Regions from separate parts of the Urocitellus parryii genome. Here region 1 is linked to region 2. Evidence: chromatin contacts called from public Hi-C data. All regions are on one chromosome and are shown on one strand. The core of a region is the stretch at or near the end of the contact, and the rest is flanking DNA. Distances in the headings are between cores, read along the strand shown.

Region 1 (6,358 bases), core at 100-2,599, 660 kb before region 2:
ACTTCCTCTTCTTGCCTGAACCCTGAGGAGCCTTCTCCTTGGGGAGGCGCTCCTGGAAGCGCCCCACTGAGGCGGTGGAGATCTTGGCCACTTGCATAGCGCGGCCCAGCTCCTCCTTACTCTGGTGTCCGGTAGGGTGCAAACCGGCCGCGCTGGGCAGCTGCATCTTGTGCGCTCGGGCCAGATTACGCAGCCTGTTCAGCTCGTTCTTGGCTACGCGTTCCTTCTTGGCCTGAATCCGTTTGGCGAACTGGTCTTCTAGGGGGTCGGCGCTACCGGGAACCTCGATCAGCCATTCCTTGGTGTCATCCCGGGCGCGCTTGTAGCCCCAGCGCCGCCGCCACTGGCCGCTCACCTCGTCCCACACTAGATTGGTTTTCTTCTTGGGACGGATGCCCTTAAGGCGCGCGAACTGCTGCCAGCGTGTAAGCGGCCGCGGCCGTGGGATTGGCTTCTCACGCGGCAGGCGCGTGGTGGGCTCCGGCAGCCGGGCCACCAGCGCCTCTTCCACGCGCTCCGTGGGCAGCTGCCACAGCTGGTTGATGAGCAGCTGCGTATTGTCCCGTGCCAAGGCCCGCAGCTCGGCCTCCGGCGTGGGTCCCGCCTGCCGCAGCACAGTCGGGGGGTTGCGGTCGGAAGCCAGCAGGTTACCCAGGTCAAATTCCAGCTCCAGCTCCTTGTGCACTGTGATGCGTTGCAACTTCTCTGCCTCTTCCTGCTCCGCCTTTGCCAGCAGTGCCTCCACGCTCTGGCCCTCCATGGCTCCGGATCGGTCTCCTAGCTTTGAGGTTAATTGTTGAAGTCACCTCTCAAGAGCAGGGCCCAGGGTCCCGGCAACTCAACCACGTGCGGAAGCCCGGTCGCTCAACCCGGAAGACGAAGGTTCGCTTCCGGGTTAGGGGCTTGTGATCCCGGCGACCCAAGGAAAGGCCGGCAGAGGGCGGTGTTGGAGAGCTGATAGGATTAGAAGAGTGACTACAGGCTCGATCCTGGACTACAAGTTCCCGGAACTGGTTGGGGCTGCGGCTCCCAGGATGCAGAGGCAGGAGGCGGTCCCCGGGGACGGACGCGGGCCGGTCAAATTTCTGGGGCTGCGTCAGGTGTGTTACTGGTCCGCTGGGTGTTAAAGTTTCCGTGTAAATCTACCATTTCAATCAAAGATGTGTAGTTAATCACCCCTTCTTGGGCGGGACAAATCATTGCACCATAGTTATAACCCACTTTGGGGGTCCTGGATGTGAGCAGAGACACATCCCACAGATATACATAAAGGTTGTTTTGCCAGGGAGTGGGGCTGGCAGTTACACCGCCCTGAACTGGTGGTGCAGGTGTGCACGGACCCCAGGACCCCAGCGGTAGACGAGGGGGCAAAATTGCAATTGTATGCAGTGGAGGGGAGAAATAAAGAATGTCCACCTGCTTCTGCCCCTTTCAATGCTTTATTCACTCAAATTACTCAATACAATTTCACTCTATAGGTTCTTAATCAAGAAAACACAATCCTTAATGCTAGGCACTGCAATAGACATAATCCACAGCAAACAAGTCTAGATTAATTAATTCTCAGCGCTGCAAAACACACTTAATCATGACAGGCTAATGACAGACACTCCCTCTGCATGCTAAGTTTAATTCTTAAGCCTTAGGCTTTAAGTCCAGCAGATGCACACTCACTCAGACCACGGTGATCAGGTCTGGAACCAAGGCAGGCTTTTCCTGGTGAGGAGTGGACTACTGATTGAGGAGAGGGTCTTAGGGAGAAGTTGCGGTTCTCACCAAGGTCCAGATGAGATGGTAGAGTTTGAGAGTGGTGAGGATCATGCAGAGGCTCAGGAAACGATGACAAGTGATGGGATGTCAGGTCCTCATCAGGCTCTCCAGCTCCAGTGCATCCTTGTTTCAGCTGGCTGAATCCCTGTTCATTGGCTCTATTATTTATACTAAAATTTGGAGCTTTTGACCCCCCCTTTTAATCCTTATCAGCTACCACTGGATTTCTCAGTGACATCATTTACTGCGGGGTCAGAAACATCTGGTCTGGTGGTCTCCACCCTGATCTTATTGCCTTTCCCGCTCAGGTGAGGACAGCCTGCCAGGGGCTTCACTCTGTTTATCAGGGTGAAGGAAAATAACTTGTTTGAGGCCATACTGGAGGGCTCTGTGGGTGTGCCTGGTGAGACTGCAGGTTTCAAACTGGAGTTTTAAAATGGAGTTGGTTAGGCTCAGGCCTAAGGCCATCCTCACAAGACCCCAGAGTTGACTCAGAGCTCCGGGAGGGTCTGTTGCTTTCCTGGCAAAAGAGCACCCAGCTCTGCAGTTACACTGCTTGGTTCCAGTTCCTGGCTGTGAGAATGTTTGACCTTGGGCTAGGCTATTTAACTTGGTTAGGCCTTTAAAAAAAACCTTTAATATAGGAATATTAGCCACATAAATTTTTATAGCAGCTTACCTCATAATAGCTAAACTATGGACTCAACCTAGGTACACAATAGAATATTACTCAGCCTTAAAGAAGAACAAAATTATGGCATTTGCAGGTAAATGGATGGAGCTGGAGAACATCATGTTAAGGGAAATAAGCCAATCCCAAAGATCCAAAGGCTGAATGTTTTCTCTGATATGGAGATGCTAATTCACAATAAGGGAGGAGAGCTAGGAAAGAATAGAGATACTTTGGCTTAGACAGAGGGAGGAGATGGGTACAGAGGTAGGGAGGATAGTAGAATGATCTGGACATTATTACCCTTTGTGCATATATGATTACATGGCTGGTGTAATTCTACATCATGTACAACCAGAAGAATGAGAAGTTATACTTCATTTATGTATGATGTGTCAAATGTATTCTACTGTCATATATAACTAATTAAAACAACAACAAAAAAGGATGAGGCTACTAATGGTAATCACATCCTAGGGCTATTATGAAGATAAATAGGTAAATACACCCCAAGGGAGGCTTAGACTAGGGTCTGGAATATAAATACTCAATAAAAGTTAGCTAAATATTAATTATTATTTAATCTTCATCATGGCCAGTGAACAATGCAGTGTTATATAGTGTTTAAAAATTAGGTTTCTTGGGTTAATCCATCTCAGTTTACCATTTACTAGTTTTCCTTGGACAGTTTGTTTAACCTAAGCCCTATTCATAAGAATGAAATGTTAGTTCTTGGTACATGGTGAGAACTCAATAAACATTAACTATATATTGTTACTAACTCTTTGTTATTTCCACTGATGAAAAAGGAAGGCTTACAGAGTGAGTCGACTTATGTAATACAACTAGGACATGTGGGAGCAGGATCTTCACTCTGGCTTTAAGACTACATACATATCTTCTGCAATGCCATCCAAGCTTTTAATACTAACAAAACAAAACAAAAAAAGTGCGGTCCTGTGACTGGAAAAATAGCATTACCTGGGCGCTTGTTTGAATGTGGAATCTCAAGCCTCCTCCTAACTGTAATTTATCAGAACCTTCATCAATCTAGGTGATTAGTATGTAATTTCAAGTTTTGGAGACACTACAGATTGTGTGGTTTGCAAGGTTCATTTTCCTTTTAAGAGGGGATTATGTTGGAGAACCGTAGCAGTTATTACGTTAACTAATTTCAACCTTAAAACTTTGGGAATTTGCCTAGGAGACAGTAAAGATATTGCTACTTTGGGCTTTGCTTTGCCTCTGATTTATTATTTCACCCAGTGAACATTTAATTGAATGGCTATCATGTGCCAGGCACTAGATATAAAAGTAATTGAGACCTTTTGAAACATGGGAAAAGAAATATAGGTATAGAGAAATTTACTATATAGTGTGATTGAACTTTTAATAGAAAGTACAGCTGTTAGGATTAGCTCCACTTTCAGTTTTCTGAATTAGGGAAAAAGAGCAGGGATTGTTTCTTTCTCAATGGATGCAATGCTGTTTGGTCTGGATCATACAGTTCACCTCTTAATTGAATTTTAATAGTTTTTTGTTCACTAGTTTTTTAGAGCCCAAATAGATTTTAATTTCCTTGAAGGCTGGAGACTTAACTTTCACTTCCATATAGCACTGGGCATAAAACAGTATTCAATATATTACTATTGAAAAACTAAATATTATAGGCTTTCTAATTAAAATAATATTAATTTTCATTCTGTTAGATTTGAGTGGAGTAAAAGTAGTAAGACTGAGATGTGGAAGTCTCAAAAATCTCTTACTGAGACAAGTGGGTGGGTGGTGGTCTTTAGCTTGCATTTCTTGTCATACTTATTTTAGGCAAGACTATACAGTGTCAAGAAAAAGAAAGCCTACTAGAAATGTATAAATATGTGTAAATATATTTTAATAGTATGGCAAATGGTGGTACACATTGTCTTTTCTCTTTATTTCTCTTCTTCATTTACTCCTATAAATTCAGAGAGACCCCAAGTGTGGTCATCAGATCTTACTTCTTTTCTCTGTATACTTACTCTCTATGCCATTTCATCCATTCATATGGTCTCAGCTGCCACTTTTGTGCATACAGTTTTTTTTGGTGTGTGTGTGTGTGTGTGTGTGTGTGCACATAGTTCTTAAAAGTATATTTTTATTGCTTTCTTTTTCAAAGGTTTAGGCTGAAATTTCTAACACTTGCTCGACTGTTTCACCATACTCTAATCTCAGTAGGTATAAAACTATATAACATATAATTTACCCTCAAATTAACTTCTTCTATCATCTATCCATTCATCATTTCCACCCCCAGCAAATGTTGATAGAAGGCCTTTGATGCCTGAGGAATACAATGAGAATGATTGTTAGTAAAAGCAGTTCCGGTTGATATTATCATCATTCTGGTCAACTAATTTGGGCTTGAAATGGTGAAGTCAGCCTTGACATCTCCTGTTTCCAAATTCAATCTGTTCAAAAATCCTGTTTGTCTCTATATTGTACCCTTTCCAGCCCCACTGCCATGACTAAATTGGTTAGCATTTTGTCATTGTCACCAAAATACCTGACATAAACAACTTAAAGGAGGAAAGATTTACTTTGGCTTCATGGTTTAGACATTTTAGTCCATAGTTGGAGGCTTCTTTGGGTCTGAGGTGAGGCAGAACATTAAGAAAGAAGATCTTGTTAGAGGGCTGGGGATACAGCTCAGTGGTAGACCAATAGAAAGCTTGACTAGCCTATATGAGGCCCTAGGTTCAATTCCAGTATTGCTAAAGGGGGAAAAAAAAGGCATGCTAGAAAAATGCTATTCACCTTAAGACACTCAGGAAGCAAAGAGAAAGACAGAGGCTGGGAACAAGATAGATAAGTCCCAAGAGCATACTACCAAGGACCCATTCCCTTCAACTTCCTGTAGTAATTCCAACAGTTATTTGGAATATATAATGATCCTCCTACATTTTATGCCACCTTTCAATAATTTATTCAGCTATGAATTCCTCAGTGGATTAATTAATTGATCAGGTTAAAGCCCTCATGATCCAATCACTTCCTCAAAGCCTACCTTTGAACATTGCTGCATTGGGGACCACGTCTTCAACATGAGTCTTTGGGGAATATTTAGTATCCAAGCCATAATAGTGACCTTACCAGTGTCCTATACTGTATCTCTTCCATCTGCTTCTCCAGATCCTCTTTTCACTCTGCTTGCTGTGCTTGGCTTCCAGTTGAGTTTGACCAGCTGGAAGCAATGACAGATCAGAAGGTACACAGAGAGCTAGGTCAGTACACATATGCCCTCAGTCCTCTGCAGATTGCCATCAGAAGGCCATCAAAAAGCTTTTGTGGCATCAATAGGCTGCAGTTCCTATCAGGTAACCTAGGGTGATTTTGGTTCTCTGTCATTGTAGCATCACTGTCTTTGCTACTGTTCTTTATGGGTTTCCTTATATTGGGCTTGCATCTTTGTAAATATTTCCTTGGTTTGTCTTTCTTGAAATATCTAGCTTGATTTTTACCTGTTTGCTGCCAGGTCCTTGATTGATATCTTGGGAACGATCCTAGGAGCATATTAACAGTTTCCTGCATCTTTTATGGACATTCCTGAAGATTTATCTTTTATTCATCTGTCCAAATCGAACTCTCCTCTCTACTTAACAGAGTAAAATTATTTTTGGCTTTGGATGTTCATGATCTGGCCCCAAATAACTTTTTTTTTTCTTTTAAATACATGTCATAATAATCCTTCTTCTGCTTGTTTTCCCAGTATTTCTAATCCCACTCTTATTTTTCATTTTAGCTGTTTCTCCACAGCTTTAAGGTGTTTTTCATCAGAAATAAAAACTTGAGATGCAGAGCAAATTATATTTTGGTAGCAAATATTGTGAAATTTTTCATTAACAAAAGTGAACCAGTAGAGAGAGTTCCCCTTTTCCTCCA
Region 2 (6,349 bases), core at 2,146-4,645:
TGCCAGAGGGAATGGTTGAATGGTGACCCTGCTCTGGGATTAGGGCGGATCCTGCTGGGATTAGGGCGGATCCTGCACCGGTGAGAGTTCAGGAATAAAGGTTGCTGTTTGAACCTACAAGGCTGTGTGGCAGCTTGGTTATTTTGTGCCCAGCCAGACTGCGGCAGTGGCAGAATGCTGGCCTAGCATGCACAAGGCCAAGGTTCCAGCCCCACACCACAAAAAATAAATACTAATAATAAATAAAATATAAACAAATAGGGCTGGGAATATAGTTCAGTGATAAGAGAATTTGCCTAGCATACATGAGGTCATGGGTTCAATCCCCAGTACTGCAAAATAAATAAATGATAATTTTAGTTCTGAAAATGAAAGATGCTCCATATATAAGCTGTATCATAAAACACTGAATATAATCTCATTTTTCTAAATAACTGTGTTTAGACATATTCATTTAGGTCAAGGGATAGCAATATAGCTCAGTGATTGAGCATTTGCCTAGCATGTGTGAAGCCCCAGGTTCAATCTCCAGCAACCAACTCTCTCTCTCTCTCACACACACACACAGTCAAGAAGAGAGGCTGACAAATCTTTTTATGTGACAGATCAGTAAATAAATCTTTTAGGTTTGTGGGTGATATGGTCTGTCAAACTTGCTCCATTATCCTTATAATGGGAAAGCAGTCATAGATAATATGTAAATAAACATGAGTAACCAATTCTGATAAAACACTAAAATTTGAATTTCACACAATTACTATTTGTCACAAAATAGTCTTTAAAGGAATTTTTTTTCAATCACTTACAAATGAAAAAAAAAATGCTCATGGCTCTAGTTCATACAAAATGGGTCTCAGGCCACTTTAGGCCTCAAGCTATGGGCAGTCAACCCCATGTCTAGAATATACAGTAAAGCATCATCAATGGATATCTTTTGAAGATGGGATTACAGTGTCATTTTTTTAATTACTTTTCTTAATTTTGTGATTTCTATCAATAGAACAAAATAAAAAATCAAATATCTGAGTGCTGAATAGAAATCAACATGTTGAACAGCAGTGATACAGCAAGACTGCCCAAGAAAACAAACTGTAGAAACTGAAGTTTATCAGTACTTCAGTATCTACTGTACTATGCTGTCTCCCCTTGCCCGGCTTTTTCAGGCTATTTGCTTTCTTCATTCCTTTCCTTATGTCCATTAATTCACCAGTTACCCACATCTATTTCTTTTATGTTCATCAATCATGTCAGCCCAATAATTCTTTCACATCTCAGGTAAAGTTATGTTTGACAGTGCCAGCTCAATAGCTTCCAATGAAATAACCTTGAACACTTCCATGTTCATTAAGTTAAACTCCTTAGACATGGACTCAAGTTCCTTCACAAGCAATCTGACCTTACTCTGAGAATTCTGAATCACTCTCTTATGGTAGGAATCCTAAACTTCAATTAATTAATTACTTCATTTATTTTTGGACTGGGAACTGAACCCCAGCAGTTCTTTACCACTGATCATACTATTTCCCCTGACCTATGTTTTTTTATTTTGAGACAGGGTCTCCCTAAGTTGGTGAAGTGGGCCTCAAACTTGGCACTCTTCCTGTTTCAGCCTCCCAAATTGGTGGGATTATAAGCAAGTACCAATGCACCCAGCCTAAACTTCAATTTAACAGGATTATTCTACTGTGCTCTGAATAAGCCACCTGTCTCTTGTAGTTCTTTATTCCTCTTAAACTATTTACTTCCATAATAGCCATGTTCAACTAATGTAATATTGGGAAGATGAGGGATACAGATGAAATAACCACTATGAATATCCAGTATTTGCCATGTGCTAAAGAAATGGTAGAGATTATGCATCATGTACATTTCCCCTATTTCTTTCCCCTTTAATGGCAAGAATAAAAATATTTTAATACTTGTATTTGTTAAACTATGTTTATGAACTTTATTAATAACCTCAAAGTTAATTGTATTAATCATTTACTGTTTAAAAAAAAACAAAAATACCTCTCAATATTGTTTTGTACTCACACTTCCAGGTTATTGTCCCATCCCCCATTACAGATTTGTAGCTCAGAAGAAATAATTTTACACATCAGTTTCCTATTCAACTCTTAGGATATTGGGTTAAGGTTAAAGAGCAAAATTTTTGCAAGGAGAAAGCCCAAGAGTAGCCCTCCTGAATTCCAGCCCTCCCCTTTCAGTAGCATAATTTTTAGGCAAATTAACTTTTTCTCCTCAACTGTAAAATGAGGATAACTCCTACTTCATAAGACTGTTGTAAAAATTATACGAATTGGTGGAAACAACTGCACAGGGCTTTATACATAGTAAGAGTTCCATAAACAGAAATTAGCAATATAATTATTACTGCTCAAAGCGTAACATTAATGCCTACATTATTTGGTACCTTTGTTTCTGGTGATTTTGAGAATCTGAACACAGGGTTGTGAAACCTGTAGTACATTCTTGTAGTACAACTAAATTAGCGGTGTTCATACTTTTTAATGTGTGCCTTATTTTACTCAACTTCTCTAAAAAGCAAATGGTTAGAGGTAAAGTTTAACTATTGATCATGAAAAAAAGTGAATACATAAAAGAGATGAAATGATATATGGCATATACATACTTCAAAACAACCCGGAGAGGGAACAAGAGTGGCCATAAATTAATAATTACTGAAAATGGGTGAGGCATACATTGAGTTCTTCATATTATTTGCTTAACTTTATAGTCTGAAGATTTTCATAATTTCTTAAAACGCTCAAAGGCCTACTTATCTAGGGCTTCATGCAAATCCTGGGCATGGTCAGGGAAATACATATTGGGAAGTCCTGGGAGGCAAACAGTGACGGCGCAATGCAATCCAGGTGTAGCCGGTTAAACCTCCCAGGCAGAACCCCGGGTATGCTCCTCCCCTGGAGTCCGCGAGGCTGGCTCCACGAGGCCCGGGAGAGGGCACAACACCGAGGGGAAACGCCGCCTGGCGGCCAGCACGGAAACTGGGGTTCCCAAGACCGTCAGGAGACGGGGGAGGGGCAGGAGACGTGGGATAGGTGGGTGGGTGAGCGCGTCCCAGTCCGGTGGGCGAGGCAACTTCTCTCAGCCCCACCGAAGCACCCGGCCCACCAAGGCTCTCGGAACCGCCCGCTGTCTAGCACATCACTGCCTCCCTTCGATCCTGGAGCAGACGCCCGGCCGGCCTATGGAAGCCCGCCGGCCTCCCAGACCCGGGTTACTTCAGCTCCTGCCCTGTTACCGCGGCGTCCCACCGCCGTCAATCCCTGGGCCGCTTCATTTCCCCCCCTGCCAACCGTTCTTCAGAGTCCCCAGACTCACTTACCTCGGCCGCGCGGCAGCCAGCACCTTCTCCTGCTACTCCGGCTTTCAGATTGGCTGTCCCGGGACGTTGCTGTCAATCAGCCAATCCCCGCCCCGAGCCGGGATCAGGCTGACCAATTAACTGTTTGTTCCGGCTCGGAGGCGGGCTCAGGGAGCCGCGGGCGGAAGGTGTGGCTACCACCTCCAGCGCCGGCAGCCACCTTTCCCCGTCGGTGTGCGCACGCGCAGGAGTCCGTGATGGGCGTGTGCTTTCGCCAGGCCTTGGCTTTGTGTCTTCACTGCTCCGCCCTGGGAAATACTTTTGTTTGTAAACGTCATGCTCTAGGTGTGTAGGAAGACCCACATTCTGAAGGTAACCGCAAGTGTGTATTATGCTGTGAGTCTTAATCCTAACCTGTGTTGCACTTTTCGTCCCATGCTGTGGGGACTTGGTTTCACCCAGCAGATCTTTATACTGCGAACCTCACGTCCGGGGTGCCTTTCTGTTTGGGAGGAGTAGGAGAGGGGGTTTGCTCAAAGTGGATGAAGATTTTTACAGTACTGCCTTCAGGTCCAGTGTCTTTGTAGTCTGGATCATTGTGGTACATGCTTCTTAAATACCTAATCTTGCCCTGATAATATGATCCTTGCATGTATAATTAGCCAAATTCAGCAAGGAAATGTGTTTAGGAGTGATAAAACATTAACATGTAGAAGACGACTATCTGTATTTCTTTTTGGCTTTTCAAGAGACTGTTGCTCATTGGCTGTCTCTCTTACCCTCCCATTGCAGTTGTTCCAGGAGGTTACTGGGTAGGTGCTTGAGCTCAGAAGTTCTTGCCCTAAGTGATTCAAGTCTTCCTACCCAAGGAATTCCCTCCTTCAGCAAGAACTTTAAAACATTTACTCAACAAGGACTTATTGGGAGCCTATTATGACAATACAAATATATTTTAAAAACAAAAATCCTTGAACCACGCCTAGAGTGAGGCTACAGGGTAATTTGGAGATTAAAAACACAAATTTAAGAAATGTGATCACATGTTATGATGGAAGTACAAAGGGTCCTAGGAGACTAGTCTGAGCTTACTGGTGGCTTAAGGAACATTTAGGAAGTAGTGGGTGCTTGATTTGAGGTTTACTGAAAAAGCAAGAACTGAGCTGAATGAATGGGGGGTGCAATAGACAGTTGGGTTTCTGGCAAAGGACACTTGTTTCTTCTGAGATACTTCTAAGGTGGATTTACTGCTAAGTTAATGCATGTACTTCAGGGCCCTGACTTTCATTTGCTCTTTCCATGGCCCAAAGGGGGACCTTGGTACGGAGTTCACATGGTCATATGTTGTCTTTACTTTTTTTTTTTGGTACTGGGGACTGAACCCAGAGGTGCTTAACCACTGAGCCACATCCTCAGTCCTTTTTTTGTTGTTGTTGTTTGAGACAGAGTCTCACAGAGCTGCTTAGGGCCTTGCTAAATTGCTGAGGCTGGCCTCAAATTTGTGATTCTTCTACCTCAGCCTCCTGAGTCTCTGGGATTATAGGCTACATGTACCACCATGACCAGCTTGTCTTGTACTTTAAAAAGAATGTGTCCAAATAAAGTCCAGTTAACACCTGTTTTTCCTTTCCAGCTTCCCTTCTTTCACACTTCCCTTTGTCTTAAGTGCCCTTGGAGTGGCCCTGAACATTTTTGGAATCTGGGCCACTTCGCCATAAGTTATTGCTGTCTCTCCCAATAATGGAATGACTTTTAGGAATTCTCCTAGTCTAGCTGTATACCATCTCACTTAATGCTGGGATACAAATGGACTGTCATAGTTGTTTGACACTGGAAGTATGTGGCTAGTGAAGGAAAAAAGAGGGTTTGAAATGTGTTGAGCTTGAAGCTAATGTTTGGGGAAATCTTACAGTCATCACACTTAAAGTTACAAACAGGATACTTTGCCTTTTGTTTTTAGTAAACTTATTTTAGATTCGCAGAAAAATCGCAAAAAGAGTGGATGAAATTCCTTTGTATCCCTCATCTATTTTCCTTTAATGTTAGCATCTTATATTACTGGAATACATTTATAAAATGAAACAACCAGCATTGGTACATTATTATGGACTAGACTGCACACTTTATTTAGATTCTACTAATGTCCTTTTTCTCTTTCAGGATCGTATCCGAGATGTCACATTGCATTTAGTCATCATGTGTCCTTAGTCTCCTCTGGTTTGTGAAAATTTCTTACTTTTTTGTTTTTCATGATCTTGATATAGCCATGACAGGTTTGGGTATCTGCTCAGGTATTTTGTAAAATGTCCCACGGTTTGAGTTGCCTGATACTTGCACATAATTGGACTGTGATTATAGGGTTTGAGGAAAATATAGTGAGATGCTTGTTTCATCATATAATATCAGCATAATTTAATAATGGTGTTAACTTTTATCATCTGATCAGCATCGTGTTTGCTAGTTTCTCCACTATAAAGTTGCGTTTTTCCCCTTTCCATATTCTTGCCCTTGACAGAAAGTCACTAAATCCTGCCCACTGTCAAGGAAGTATAGGATTAAGCTTCGACTCCTGAAGGGCAATATCTATACATTATTTGGAATTCCTCTATAAGGAAGATTTGTCTCTTCTTCCCATTTATTTATACTCAGTCATTTACTATAGCTTCTTATACGTTTATTCATATGTCATTTTATATTTATACTATGATTTTTATTTGTTGCTCAAATTGTTCCAGATTTGGCTACTGGAAACTCTTTTAGGTTGTCTTGTGTGTCCTTTTTGTCTTTTGATTACCTCCTTTTTTCTAGATCTCCAGGATGCTCCAGGCCATATTGTATTTCTGTCCCCATCCTAGAATCAGCCATTTTTCCAAGGAGCCCTAGAATGGTCTTTAAAACTAAGATCTCAGTACTGAGTATGCTTATTGCTACTGGAGAATCTTTGAATCTAGCCTTTGTTAGAGCTGGTAAATATTGTTACCACCATGTTTTTTTCTTTAAATGCTTCATTTACAACTTTGTGATAGG

What was found. A called contact is a pair of places that touch in the nucleus more often than the background predicts.
Region 1: a contact with region 2 is called in a Hi-C map of liver, with 10 times the contacts expected there. The contact joins the promoter of Rrs1 here to the promoter of Mtfr1 in region 2. A contact is called at or near these places in 2 of 2 Hi-C or Micro-C datasets (liver and muscle).

The regions. Positions count from the first base shown.
Region 1 is chr7:68,341,315-68,347,672 of mUroPar1.hap1, reverse strand. It overlaps Rrs1 (regulator of ribosome synthesis 1), which reads right to left and starts at 1,349. Exons shown (of 1, transcript XM_026410014.2): 1 at 1-1,349. The coding sequence starts at 760.
Region 2 is chr7:67,687,119-67,693,467 of mUroPar1.hap1, reverse strand. Mtfr1 (mitochondrial fission regulator 1) reads right to left here and starts at 3,395. Exons shown (of 8, transcript XM_026410036.2): 1 at 3,347-3,395.